2 separate regions of the Mus musculus genome follow, and region 2 is linked to region 1. Evidence: chromatin contacts called from public Hi-C data. All regions are on one chromosome and are shown on one strand. The core of a region is the stretch at or near the end of the contact, and the rest is flanking DNA. Distances in the headings are between cores, read along the strand shown.

Region 1 (2,811 bases), core at 98-2,597:
TTAAATGAAGAAATTAAGACTAAGAAAGACTAAATGACTGGAAGTCAGACTGAAGGAGCAAACCAGGACCTGAGTTGCCCCAGACAACAGCCAGAGTCAGTCCTAAGTCGATACCAAATTCTGAGGGTAGAAAGATGAATGTGGTTTAGGTGTAGGGAGGGCACAGGCAGGTCAGGAAAAGAAACACGTGAACAACTGATCGCAGAGATGTCTTCTGGGGGTGAATTGATTCACCAAGTATGAGGGGCGGTCAGTTCTGGTGGAGAGAGCAGAGAAATACATCTTTGAAGGGAGCCGTGAGTGTTGCTGAAGTTAAAAGCTACCTGGAGAGAAGGGCAGATAGAGCTCAGATGCCGTTGGAGATAGGCTCTCCATTCCCCTGCCAGAGATTCTGCTGGCCTCCCATGGGCTCTGGTCAACTGGGAGAATTAAACTTAGAGAGCAAGGCAGAGTCCTAAAGGAGCTGTGTCCCTAAGGAAACAATAGGAAACTCTTCAATTAGGCTCATATTCACACTTGTATAGTAAATTGCCTTTGTTTGTTAGACCTGGGGGGGGGGGGAGGGCTCTCATAAGGATACATTTATTACAGCTCTACCCGTTTGTAAGTAAATGAAACATGCCTTAATTAAAAGGTTAAAAGCTGTACACCATTGGCTAGCAAGGTCCTGCCCCTTGGTCAGTGTTTTTTTTATCAGAATCCCTGCTCTCCAGAGGCACAGAGTTCCTGGACTGAGGACGTGATCATCCCTAGCAATAGGAATGCAGATAATGACCTTCATTAATGAAGGAACAAACATCTGTCCCCTTTCGGGAGCTACAGTACAAGTTCTTACTGTTAGAGTCGGGTGGGAAGATTCGCCTATCTTCTGTGTTCTTTGTGGGTGCAATTTGCATACTTGTGTTTATCACGGCTTTCATCCACTCTAGTTTTCGAGGATTTATCACATCGAAAGGCTCAAATACCCTCTCTAGGGGAGGGACTACAGGTTCTGAGAGACATAGGCCCAGCAGGGATGTTTGTACTTTAGAGCCCCTCTCCCAGAAACTGAGTTCCCCCGGCCTGCCCACCTCCCCTGGGTACTCATTCTGAGTACCCAGGCCAACAGCCAATTTAAGGTCTGGCTCGGGGATTTGAGCTTCTCCCTGCCTGGCACTGAATGAACACCACCACCTCCACCTCACTGGAGACCTCATTAGGACTTGAACTCTGGTCTTTGTTCCTTCCCAGCGGGTTCTTTTCAGAGGAAAAGGTGGGAAGAGGAGGGGGGTCAGGTAAGCCCACAGCTCCCAGAGCAGCAGGAGTCCAACAGCCTCTGAGATCCGGAAAGTAAGTAAACAAGCAATTACTGGAGAGAGAGACACGAAAGCAGCAACCGGGGAAGCAGCTTAGCTAATTCGATTCTACTCCCTGCAGGAGAGGACAGCGCCTTCCTCAAGCCCTCCTCCTACCCAGCTTCTTGGGGCTAATTCCAGCAGCCTCTGTCTGCCTTTCAAGTGAAATTCCACCCCTAGCACCAGTGGGACCCCAGGAGTAAGAGGAAGACCGTTATCAAGACTGAATTCTTGGCTTGACCATCGTCCCCACTGCTCTTTGTTGTAAGGAGAAAGAATACAGTTGAAGAAGAGGGAGCTGTAAGCTGGGGGCCTTTGGATCTCTTTGCCAGAGAGGAGCTAAGAAAGGAGGTGACTCAGAACGCACTTCTCAGAACCTGCAGTGGGAACCCAGCTGGGCTGCAGGAAGTATGGGGTGGGGAGTGAAAGAACCCCCACATTTACTCCCCCCTTTTAGCTCCAAGCAGCCTCCTGCCTGCTGCTAGTAGGCTAGTCTCCGGTTAATTCACTTCCTCTGCTTCTGCTGACACGAGTGCTGATCTTGTCACAGAAAGGCCTCCACACAGATAAGGCTGGGCTCCTGCCATTACTAACTTCAAAGACTTGATCAATTAGTAGAGTTTCAAAGGACAGGTTAAAAAATTTCCAGACGTTGTAGCATGTCTGTGAATAACAATACAGGGCAACATACAGTAGATTCCACTGCTGGTTTTGGTCCCAATAATTTCTCACCTGGGCTTTTTCCTCTTTAAAAAAAAAGTATCAAAATTGGCTCCGAGCTTGAGGATCTGCAATTGGTTCCCCAAACCCACCTGGTAGAATGAAGAATGGATTCTCATTGACCTTCCCATCCTTGCTTCGACATAGCCACATTCACACACAAACTTAAATGTAATACCCATTTTAAATACATAAACGGGTTTCAGGTTGCTGCCAAAGTCCTGATCCTCCTGCCTCCACCTCCCGTGCTCGGATTACAAACCACCACACCCAGTTTCTCAACTGGATTACTGCCCGAAGCCTTCTAGCTGCCCCTTTCTGCCACAGACTTTTCTCTTCGCCCCTGTTCTAACTTCTGTTTCAGGCAGTGTTAGACCTAGATGTGTATCCAGCTGGATTCTACTCTTTCTCAAAAGCCTTCCTTGGCGCCCAAGGCCACTTGTTTTCAGGCAAGCATTCCACCATCTTTTAAGATGAAACCAATACTTCCCATCTGGCACACATAGCCTTTTGTAGTCTGATCATTCTTAATCCATGAGTCTATGTCTGACCCTTCATGAATGAAGCAGTTAAGGCACACAGACAGCCATAACTCTCCTGGCCTCAGGACCTTTGCACATGCCACTCCTATCAGTCTGAAATGATTTTCCTCATATTCCCAACTTAGCTGATTCCATCTGGAAATCAGTTTAAAAATCAAATAACCTCCCCTCCTTAGCACTCTCTCTGGGTTAAGCTTCCCTCATCATTCCCAAAT
Region 2 (2,811 bases), core at 154-2,653, 530 kb after region 1:
GTCCAGAAACATAGAACACCCAAGATACAATTTGCAAAACACAAGAAAATCAAGTAGAGGGAAGACCAATGGGTAGATACTTCATTCCTCCTTAGAATAGGGAACAAAATACCCATGAAAGGAGTTATAGAGACAAAGTTTGGAGCTAAGACGAAAGGATGGACTATCTAGAGACCATCCCATAATCAGCCACCAAACCCAGACACTATTGCATATGCCAGCAAGGTTTTGCTGAAGGGACCCTGGTATAGCTGTCTCGTATGAGGCTATGCCAGTGCCTGGCAAATACAGAAGTGGATGCTCACAGTCATCGATTGGATGGAACACAGCCCCCCAATTGAGGAACTAGAGAAAGTACCCAAGAGCTGAAGGGGTCTGCAACCCTATAGGTGGAACAACATTATGAACTAACCAGTACCCCCAGAGCTCGTGTCTCTAGTTGCATATGTAGCAGAAGATGGCCTAGTCGGCCATCACTGGGAAGAGTGGCCCCTTGGTCTTGCAAACTTTATATGCCCCAGTACAGGGGAATGCCAGGGCCACGAAGTGGGAGTGGGTGGGTAGGGGAGCAGGGCGGGGGGAGGGTATAGGGAACTTTCAGGATAGCATTTGAAATGTATATGAAGAAAATATCTAATAAGAAAAAAAAGAAAAGAATTAGAAAAGAGGTGCGTAGGATTGCATTCTCCAGATGCATGGAAAGCTTCAGTTATCTCCAAAAGTTAAGTCATATCGTGACCTTGATTCAAAAGCACGTGAGTGAACTCTATAAAGAAAATTTATATACATTTTCTTATGTTTCACTTCCATCTTCATTTAGAACTAATGTGTTTCTATGTAGTCAACATATTATCATAGTTCTCTACAACAAATATATATATATGTTGAAGTTTTTTAAATTGTGTTTTCTGTAACATCAGTGTTTTAAGTATTTTTTTTCTATTTGAGCTATCTTTTCAATTATTATATCTGTATATTTGATCAAAACACATTATACATTTTGTTAAATAATTAACTATACATGCGTTTTAAAATATTAATGGAAACATCTCTGAATAAGATAAATGAGCTTTGAGGAATAGTTTACATTTCCCTGTGCTAGGTATTACCCAGGACCTAGAGGGACTTGGCGGGTGCTCACCACTGAACTGCACCTCAGGCCCAGGTCCTGGCTGGATGAGAAGGAGCAGCACTCAGCAAGCAGCCCGTTGTCAGCTTCCTCTCTTTCATCATCTTTTTCGCTGCCATCAGCCATGAGTAGGTCCTGATACCAGGTTTCACCAAACTCTGTTCTTGGTAGCAAGGGTTTTGTTTCTTGGAGCACAGCAACTAATGCAGTGTTTTATTTCACACTTCCTTAGTGTGTCAGATACGTCTCTCTTAGGGAAAGAGTAAATGACTCGTTGAACTAACAGTCATTTGCTACACCTAGTCAAGTCTTTGGCTGTGTTTCTTACATGTGACATAAGGCCAGAGGCAGAGGCCTTTTACAAACCAAGAAGAGTGTGTTTGAGTGAAGGAAACCCAGGGTGAAAGCCCTGTGGACAGAAGAGCACAGTGGGAGGGGTTTGCTTAGGAGACGCTGGAGATGGGATGGGCTCCCTTAAGGGCCTGGCCTGCACATCCCGAGAGGTCTCCTCCTGGGCCTCTGCTTTGAGTAATTAGCAGCATTTGTTTGTGTCTTTTTGGATGCGGTCTTGCTTGTCATTTAAGATAAGATGTAAGAGGGTAATGTCACAGGAGATTGCAAGGCTGAGGCAGGAGGATTGCAGATTTGAAGCCAGCCTGAGCTACATAGTGAGATCCTGTTTACAGGCATCAAAGTGATTAGGGATGCGGTGTGGGAATAACGGTTTGATTTATTCACTTGTAAATAAAATAGTATTTTGGTGTGAGTATCAATATATGTATATATTTAACAAATAAGACCAAGAGTATCTTTAGTTTTTTTAATATTAATTTACTTGGCTTTGTCGTACATTTGCAGTGATTTTATTAAAGTTTTACTATTTAAATTGAATACTTTACCATGTAGTGTTATTTTAGATGCCTCTGCCTTACCTATTTAGTAGTAAAAACTGCCTATTATAAACAGGTATTAGATTTTAAAATGTCTGCTGCTTTTTAGAAATTCCCATACCAAACCAAATAATTGATATAGGTAATACATCTAAGGAACATTAAAAATATATTATTAGACAAGATCCGCAATTGAGTAAGTCTTGTGCTGTTCTGAGTGCTAAGGTGCAGGCATGGATGCGCATCAGGAGCTAGGCTCAGGATGGAGCAAGTTAACTGCCCTCTCCCTTATGAGTAGCCCTTGCGTAGTACCAGGTAGTGGTGGCCTGGGTGGCCTCTGGTTTTCCATTCTGTGCCCCACCACCAGCTTCCCATTATTCCCAAGTCAAAGCAGTTGTTCCCAAGACGATTATGACTTAAGATGACATAATCATTTTCTCCAACAGTTGAGATTGTTGCCTCTTGAATCCCAAGGGTCCCCGTTGTTCCCAAAATGGAAATAGAAATGTTCTTTTTTAACAGAAGTAGTATTGACATTGGTAGCTAATTATAGCTAAAGTAATAGTATATACAGCCATAATTGTAAAAACAGACTTTTCTAGGGTTTGGCCTCAGTTTTCCACAGTTTTGCTTTTGTTGTTGTTTTTAGGGATCTAAAAGGACACTTTCAATTCTGTAAAACAAGAGATGGTTTCGTCCTTAAAGCTCAGCTCGCTGTCTCTAGCTGGAAGCAGGCCGTTCCTTTTTTTTTTTTTTTCCTTCAGTCCTTTTGCAAGGACACGTTCTGCCTTA

The links. A called contact is a pair of places that touch in the nucleus more often than the background predicts.
Region 2: a contact with region 1 is called in a Hi-C map of olfactory sensory neurons, with 2.7 times the contacts expected there. The contact joins two enhancer-like sites.

Annotation. Positions count from the first base shown.
Region 1 is chr1:155,085,329-155,088,139 of GRCm38.p6, forward strand. No RefSeq gene overlaps it. Among named protein-coding and RNA genes, the nearest start is that of Gm9530, 3.5 kb to the left of the region's middle. Within about 2 kb of position 1,348, at least 79 of the 459 cell types and tissues checked have an H3K27ac peak or open chromatin away from gene starts, as enhancers often do. A contact at or near this core is called in olfactory sensory neurons, where this site is marked.
Region 2 is chr1:155,611,083-155,613,893 of GRCm38.p6, forward strand. All of the region lies in intron 4 of Acbd6 (acyl-Coenzyme A binding domain containing 6), which reads left to right. Among named protein-coding and RNA genes, the nearest start is that of Acbd6, 54 kb to the left of the region's middle. Within about 2 kb of position 1,404, at least 3 of the 459 cell types and tissues checked have an H3K27ac peak or open chromatin away from gene starts, as enhancers often do. A contact at or near this core is called in olfactory sensory neurons, where this site is marked.